Regions from separate parts of the Xenopus tropicalis genome. Here region 2 is linked to region 1. A link is a contact called in public Hi-C data. All regions are on one chromosome and are shown on one strand. The core of a region is the stretch at or near the end of the contact, and the rest is flanking DNA. Distances in the headings are between cores, read along the strand shown.

Region 1 (2,979 bases), core at 383-2,882:
CAGGTAATTTGGGAAGCGCTGCCCAGTTCTGCCTCTGCCAGCGCTTTATCCATGCACTGAGAAGGGGCAGATGAAATGATCAATCCGGATAGACTTATGGCCGTCCAATGGGGCCCAATCAGATGGTTCAGAAAGTGGGCTCTGATGCCAGGGTCTTTGGGACATTTGTTAAGGAAACAGATTTGATTATAGTGTCAATGGGAAAAGCCCAAAGGCCCCTGGCTACAAACTGGCGGCTGAAAGGCTCAGTGTTCCGTATGTCGCACACGTCGCTTTCCTGCTCTCTGGGAGGATAAAGGGGCAGTTATTTGTTCCCTACAAGCCGTTGGCAGAGGGATGTTTCAGACCGGCCGTTCCTTTTATACAAGTTGAAGTAAGTAGGTCATAGAACTGCGCAGGCGCCCAATATGCCGCAGGAGGCTGAGCAAAGTATCCACAGAAGGGTTAAATTAACCCCCTGGCCGGAATTCTCGGCAGCCGCCAACAGGACACGATACAGGGTCGGAAGTACAAAAGCTAAGGGGTTAATATTCAAGTGGTGTCTATAGATAAGGAGAACAAAACCAGAGAGAAATAATTATACATTCACAAGACTGGCAGTTTCAGCCTTACATAGGACTCCATTGTTCCCAGTCTGGCTCTCTTATCTCTTTCTATAGCGCCACTACAATGAGGAGAAGCCATGGGCTATACATAGAAAAACCAATAACACAGTGGCCAGAGTTATCTGTTATTTATATTTATATTTGGATATGTTATGCTTTGGTTCTGTAGGCAGCAAGAATTCTAATGATGATCCGGGGTTGGTGAAAGGTTAAATCTGCAGGCCTAGCGACCAAATACAAACACTCTCATGTGACGGCAGCACCCCCTAGTGGTAAATTGGTGTAACCTCACATCAGCCTTTCAGCAACTAAAGCTCTTATAGGAGGGTCCTGGTGTTTACAGCTCCCTGTAGGGCTTCCCCTTAAGGAAAACTATACCCCAAACAATGTCGGTCTCTATACAAATATATTGTATAAACAGCTCCTATGTAAAACTCTGCTTCATCTAAATAAACCATTTTCATATAAATATACTTATTTAGCAGTATGTGCCATTGGGTAATCCTAAATAGGAAACTGCCATTTTATGTACTAAGGGCCGCCCCCTGGGATCATAGGAGTCACAGTGCACACAAACAAGCCAAGGCACACATACATGCTAGGCTCCATCAGCCAATGAATGGGCAGAGTTCTGCCTTTTGCTCCCACACTACTTCCTGTTACAGTTAGAGCTGCATCACTTCCTGTCAGCTGATCTCTGAGGGAGCACACAGCCCATCACTAAATGGCGGCTCAAGGGAAAGGATGTAAAAGGGCAATATTTACTGATATATATATTCCAGTTTGGGGAGATTCTTTAATAGGCCACTTAATATGATATAAACTGTCTGTTGGTTACGTATTCATTCTGGGGGTTTAGTTTCCCTTTATTTCCTTTGCATTTGAAAGGGTTAAAGCATGCTGAGTCCCACTGGGGCCCCCCAGTTTGAGTATCAGTTTACACAATGGGGAAATGACATGGTGCCGGCCCCCGGATTCAGACAATGATCCTGTTGTGCCATTGATTTATATGCGGTGTCCCTGCAGCTCGGTGTCCCGGGGAGATAAGTGTTATCAGCCAGAGGCAGCTGTTCCTTCTGTCCAGCGCTGTGATTGGCCAGTGATGCAGGCATCCCATCCCTACCCCTGTATCCCCTGTATCCCCGGTCAGGTCTGTAGGAGACTGGGGGGCACCCAAACTCAGCCCGAGGCAGATCCCAAGGATGCCGGTCCCACCTCTGCGCAGAAGAACGGGCAGAACCCCCGACCCGAAACCAGAATTTACAGCAAAGCAGCCACCAAAATGGGAGCAGTGGGAGGTAAGAGCCCTCTGTGATTGTCTTATTAGAATGTAAGCTCTTCTGCTCTATCTACTGTTCTGCTTCCTCCATACGACTGATAACTTGTTCCCTCTCTCTCCCAGATTCTAGTGGTTTTTGGCTCAATTTTGCTGCTGATGTACATTTGGTTTTGCTATGAGAATTTCCATTTTCATATCACCCACTTCTACGCCCACCTGGGGTATCCAAACGCCCAGCACTTAGTGGGGCAAAGGTACCTGAGAGGTAAGTGGGCAAATTCTGAGTGAGCAGGAGGGGACGGGACTGACAGCAAAAGGGTTAATGTTACATCTGTAGGGAAATGAGAGCAGGGCAGGCAGTAACCCTTCCAACACTTTCCCCTGTCTCTGCCCCTATATATTAGGTACCTACCTAGTGCTACCAACCCCTATTTCTGTAGGGAAATGAGAGCAGGGCAGGCAGTAACCCTTCCAACACTTTCCCCTGTCTCTGCCCCTATATATTAGGTACCTACCTAGTGCTACCAACCCCTATTTCTGTAGGGAAATGAGAGCAGGGCAGGCAGTAACCCTTCCAACACTTTCCCCTGTCTCTGCCCCTATATATTAGGTACCTACCTAGTGCTACCAACCCCTATTTCTGTAGGGAAATGAGAGCAGGGCAGGCAGTAACCCTTCCAACACTTTCCCCTGTCTCTGCCCCTATATATTAGGTACCTACCTAGTGCTACCAACCCCTATTTCTGTAGGGAAATGAGAGCAGAGCAGGCAGTAACCCTTCCAACACTTTCCCCTGTCTCTGCCCCTATATATTAGGTACCTACCTAGTGCTACCAACCCCTATTTCTGTAGGGAAATGAGAGCAGGGCAGGCAGTAACCCTTCCAACACTTTCCCCTGTCTCTGCCCCTATATATTAGGTACCTACCTAGTGCTACCAACCCCTATTTCTGTAGGGAAATGAGAGCAGGGCAGGCAGTAACCCTTCCAACACTTTCCCCTGTCTCTGCCCCTATATATTAGGTACCTACCTAGTGCTACCAACCCCTATTTCTGTAGGGAAATGAGAGCAGGGCAGGCAGTAACCCTTCCAACA
Region 2 (3,143 bases), core at 637-3,136, 260 kb after region 1:
TGGGCACAGAACCCCTCAGTGACTGCTAATATCCTTATCATTTACAGTAGGGGGTACATTATCCCTTATAATACATGAGTGATACTCAGAGTTCCCTGTATAACTCAGCCTGCAGCCTTGTGCCTTTATATGGGGGGCACAGAACCCCTCAGTGACTGCAAATATCCTTATCACATACAGTAGGGGGTACATTATCCCTTATAATACATGAGTGATACTCAGAGTTCCCTGTATAACTCAGCCTGCAGCCTTGTGCCTTTATATGGGCACAGAACCCCTCAGTGACTGCTAATATCCTTGTCATTTACAGTAGGGGGTACATTATCCCTTATAATACATGAGTGATACTCAGAGTTCCCTGTATAACTCAGCCTGCAGCCTTGTGCCTTTATATGGGCACAGAACCCCTCAGTGACTGCTAATATCCTTATCATTTACAGTAGAGAATTTAGGAATTTATTTGGTTACATATAACCTCACTTACCAGTATGACGTCTCCGTCCGACATTTTGAGAACTTTGTGAGTCTGTGGGACAGATCTGAGTAATGAAGAAAAACAAGAAAATCAAGAGTGCGGTTATACCTGTGCCCCTACCTGGCTGTGGGCGGGAGCAGAGTGTAGGTGACAGGGACACCACTATAAATATAGGAATAACACATGCTCAGTCGGTCTGGGCTGTAAACAAAGGCACAGAAACATCTGATCCTAAAACAATACAATCTAGCCAGATCTGCTGCCGTGCCATCTGTATCCATCATTCAGTGCTGTACTATTAACTGTAGGATCTGTCACTGTGACAGAATGCTCTGTTATACAGATAGCTAGAATCTCAGCCATAAAGCAGGGCAGGACTGCTGCTTACAATGGGGGGGATCAGATAGGATCTGTGCCACTGTGACAGAATGCTCTGTTATACAGATAGCTAGAATCTCAGCCATAAAGCAGGGCAGGACTGCTGCTTACAATGGGGGGATCAGATAGGATCTGTGCCACTGTGACAGAATGCTCTGTTATACAGATAGCTAGAATCTCAGCCATAAAGCAGGGCAGGACTGCTGCTTACAATGGGGGGATCAGATAGGATCTGTGCCACTGTGACAGAATGCTCTGTTATACAGATAGCTAGAATCTCAGCCATAAAGCAGGGCAGGACTGCTGCTTACAATGGGGGGATCAGATAGGGTCTGTGCCACTGTGACAGAATGCTCTGTTATACAGATAGCTAGAATCTCAGCCATAAAGCAGGGCAGGACTGCTGCTTACAATGGGGGATCAGATAGGATCTGTGCCACTGTGACAGAATGCTCTGTTATACAGATAGCTAGAATCTCAGCCATAAAGCAGGGCAGGACTGCTGCTTACAATGGGGGGATCAGATAGGATCTGTACCACTGTGACAGAATGCTCTGTTATACAGATAGCTAGAATCTCAGCCATAAAGCAGGGCAGGACTGCTGCTTACAATGGGGGGGATCAGATAGGATCTGTGCCACTGTGACAGAATGCTCTGTTATACAGATAGCTAGAATCTCAGCCATAAAGCAGGGCAGGACTGCTGCTTACAATGGGGGGGGGGGGGGGATCAGATAGGATCTGTGCCACTGTGACAGAATGCTCTGTTATACAGATAGCTAGAATCTCAGCCATAAAGCAGGGCAGGACTGCTGCTTACAATGAAATATGTATTAAACATATTTGTCTTCAGCCACAAATACCTTCATTTTGATGTTAGTGCCCCTAGTCAGTAATGCCCCCCCACCTGCCCCTCTATGAGCTAAATCAGCCCCTCGCCCCCTTACCGTGCCGGTGCTCCCTCAGTACCCGGGTGGTACCTGTGCCAGGGTGAGTGGGTGGCAGGGAGCCCAGTCCCAGAGGCACAGACAGCAGATCCTACAGACTTTGTTTGGTTTCAGGGCAGCTCCGGACTCTTTGCAGCACATAATCAGTAGGGCGTCTCTCCTGGGCCAGGGCAGGGGGAGCCGCAGGGAGAGAGCTCTGTATAATGACTCAGGGCTGGAGAATATCCCACAGGCTCAGGTTTCCCTTCCTCAGTTCTACTTAATACCCTAATCCTAATTGTCTGGCCTACAGGTGGCACAGGGAGCTAATGTGGGAGGGGCTTAGGGAGCTAATGTGGGAGGGGCTTAGGGAGCTAATGTGGGAGGGGCTCACTGCTCAAGGGGAACTTAGAACAACATTGTAAGCATCAAACCATTGCAGGAATAAATTCCAATCCTACTTAGGGCAGGAGCTACCATCGTGTTTATTGGCACTTACCAAAAATGAATGGCTGGGAAACATGGGGCCCCAGAATGATCATGGATCCATCCCCTTTTTGAGGCAGATCTTACAATTTAATGTGACTAAATCTTCCCATAATTCCCTTGTACTGCACAATTATTATTGCTGGATACATCTACTCCTTGTAGAGTGTAAGCTCTTTTGGGCAGGGCTCCCTTCCCCTCCTGTATCGGTTACTGATTGCTTTATATGTTACTCCTTGTAGAGTGTAAGCTCTTTTGGGCAGGGCTCTCTTCCCCTCCTGTATCGGTTATTGATTGCTTTATATGTTACTCTGTATGTCCAATGTATGTAACCCACTTATTGTACAGCACTGCGGGATATGTTGGCGCTTTATAAATAAATGTTAATAATAATAATACTTGAATGAAAGCTGCCATTTTGCTTGCTTCACCCGAATCAGCCTCATTGGATAGCTACAGAGCAAGCCCATTAATAAACTCTATTGAAAGTGCTCAGTATTTATCTATAGAGAATTCATAGTTGATTTACTCTCCTTATTATCAAATTGGCTGATTTTATCTTGGGGTGCTGAGCTACAGTAAGTACAGGAAAACTTAATGGCCCCCCAGTAGGAAAGCGTTTTTAGACCCCTATACCCTGTGCAAGTGCCTGGGGTGCAGCCTGTATCACCCCATGTGGGCAAATTGCTTTCAAGGTGCCCCCTATTCCCCTTACAGTTACACCACTGCACAGTGGGGCATCCTTTCCCATGATTCAGTTGGGGCTGCAATGTGGGCGTGGCCTGTACATAGCATGTGTGTATTGCTGGAGCTGAGACTGGCTGCAATCCCAAGGATCCGTCATTGCCCCATAGCCACCGTGGCACTACCTGCTCGCC

Evidence for each region. Hi-C and Micro-C count contacts between places; a contact is called where the count stands out from the background.
Region 2: a Hi-C map of tailbud embryo shows a contact between it and region 1, with 7 times the contacts expected there. The contact joins the promoter of fam177b here to the enhancer-like site in region 1. A contact is called at or near these places in 5 of 5 Hi-C or Micro-C datasets (brain, gastrula embryo, liver and 2 more).

The regions. Positions count from the first base shown.
Region 1 is chr5:9,304,794-9,307,772 of UCB_Xtro_10.0, forward strand. No RefSeq gene overlaps it. Among named protein-coding and RNA genes, the nearest start is that of ccdc185, 7.9 kb to the right of the region's middle. Within about 2 kb of position 1,633, at least 1 of the 11 cell types and tissues checked has an H3K27ac peak or open chromatin away from gene starts, as enhancers often do. A contact at or near this core is called in gastrula embryo, where this site is marked.
Region 2 is chr5:9,567,056-9,570,198 of UCB_Xtro_10.0, forward strand. fam177b (family with sequence similarity 177 member B) reads right to left here and starts at 1,887. Exons shown (of 7, transcript NM_001127139.1): 1 at 1,801-1,887; 2 at 485-539. The coding sequence starts at 508.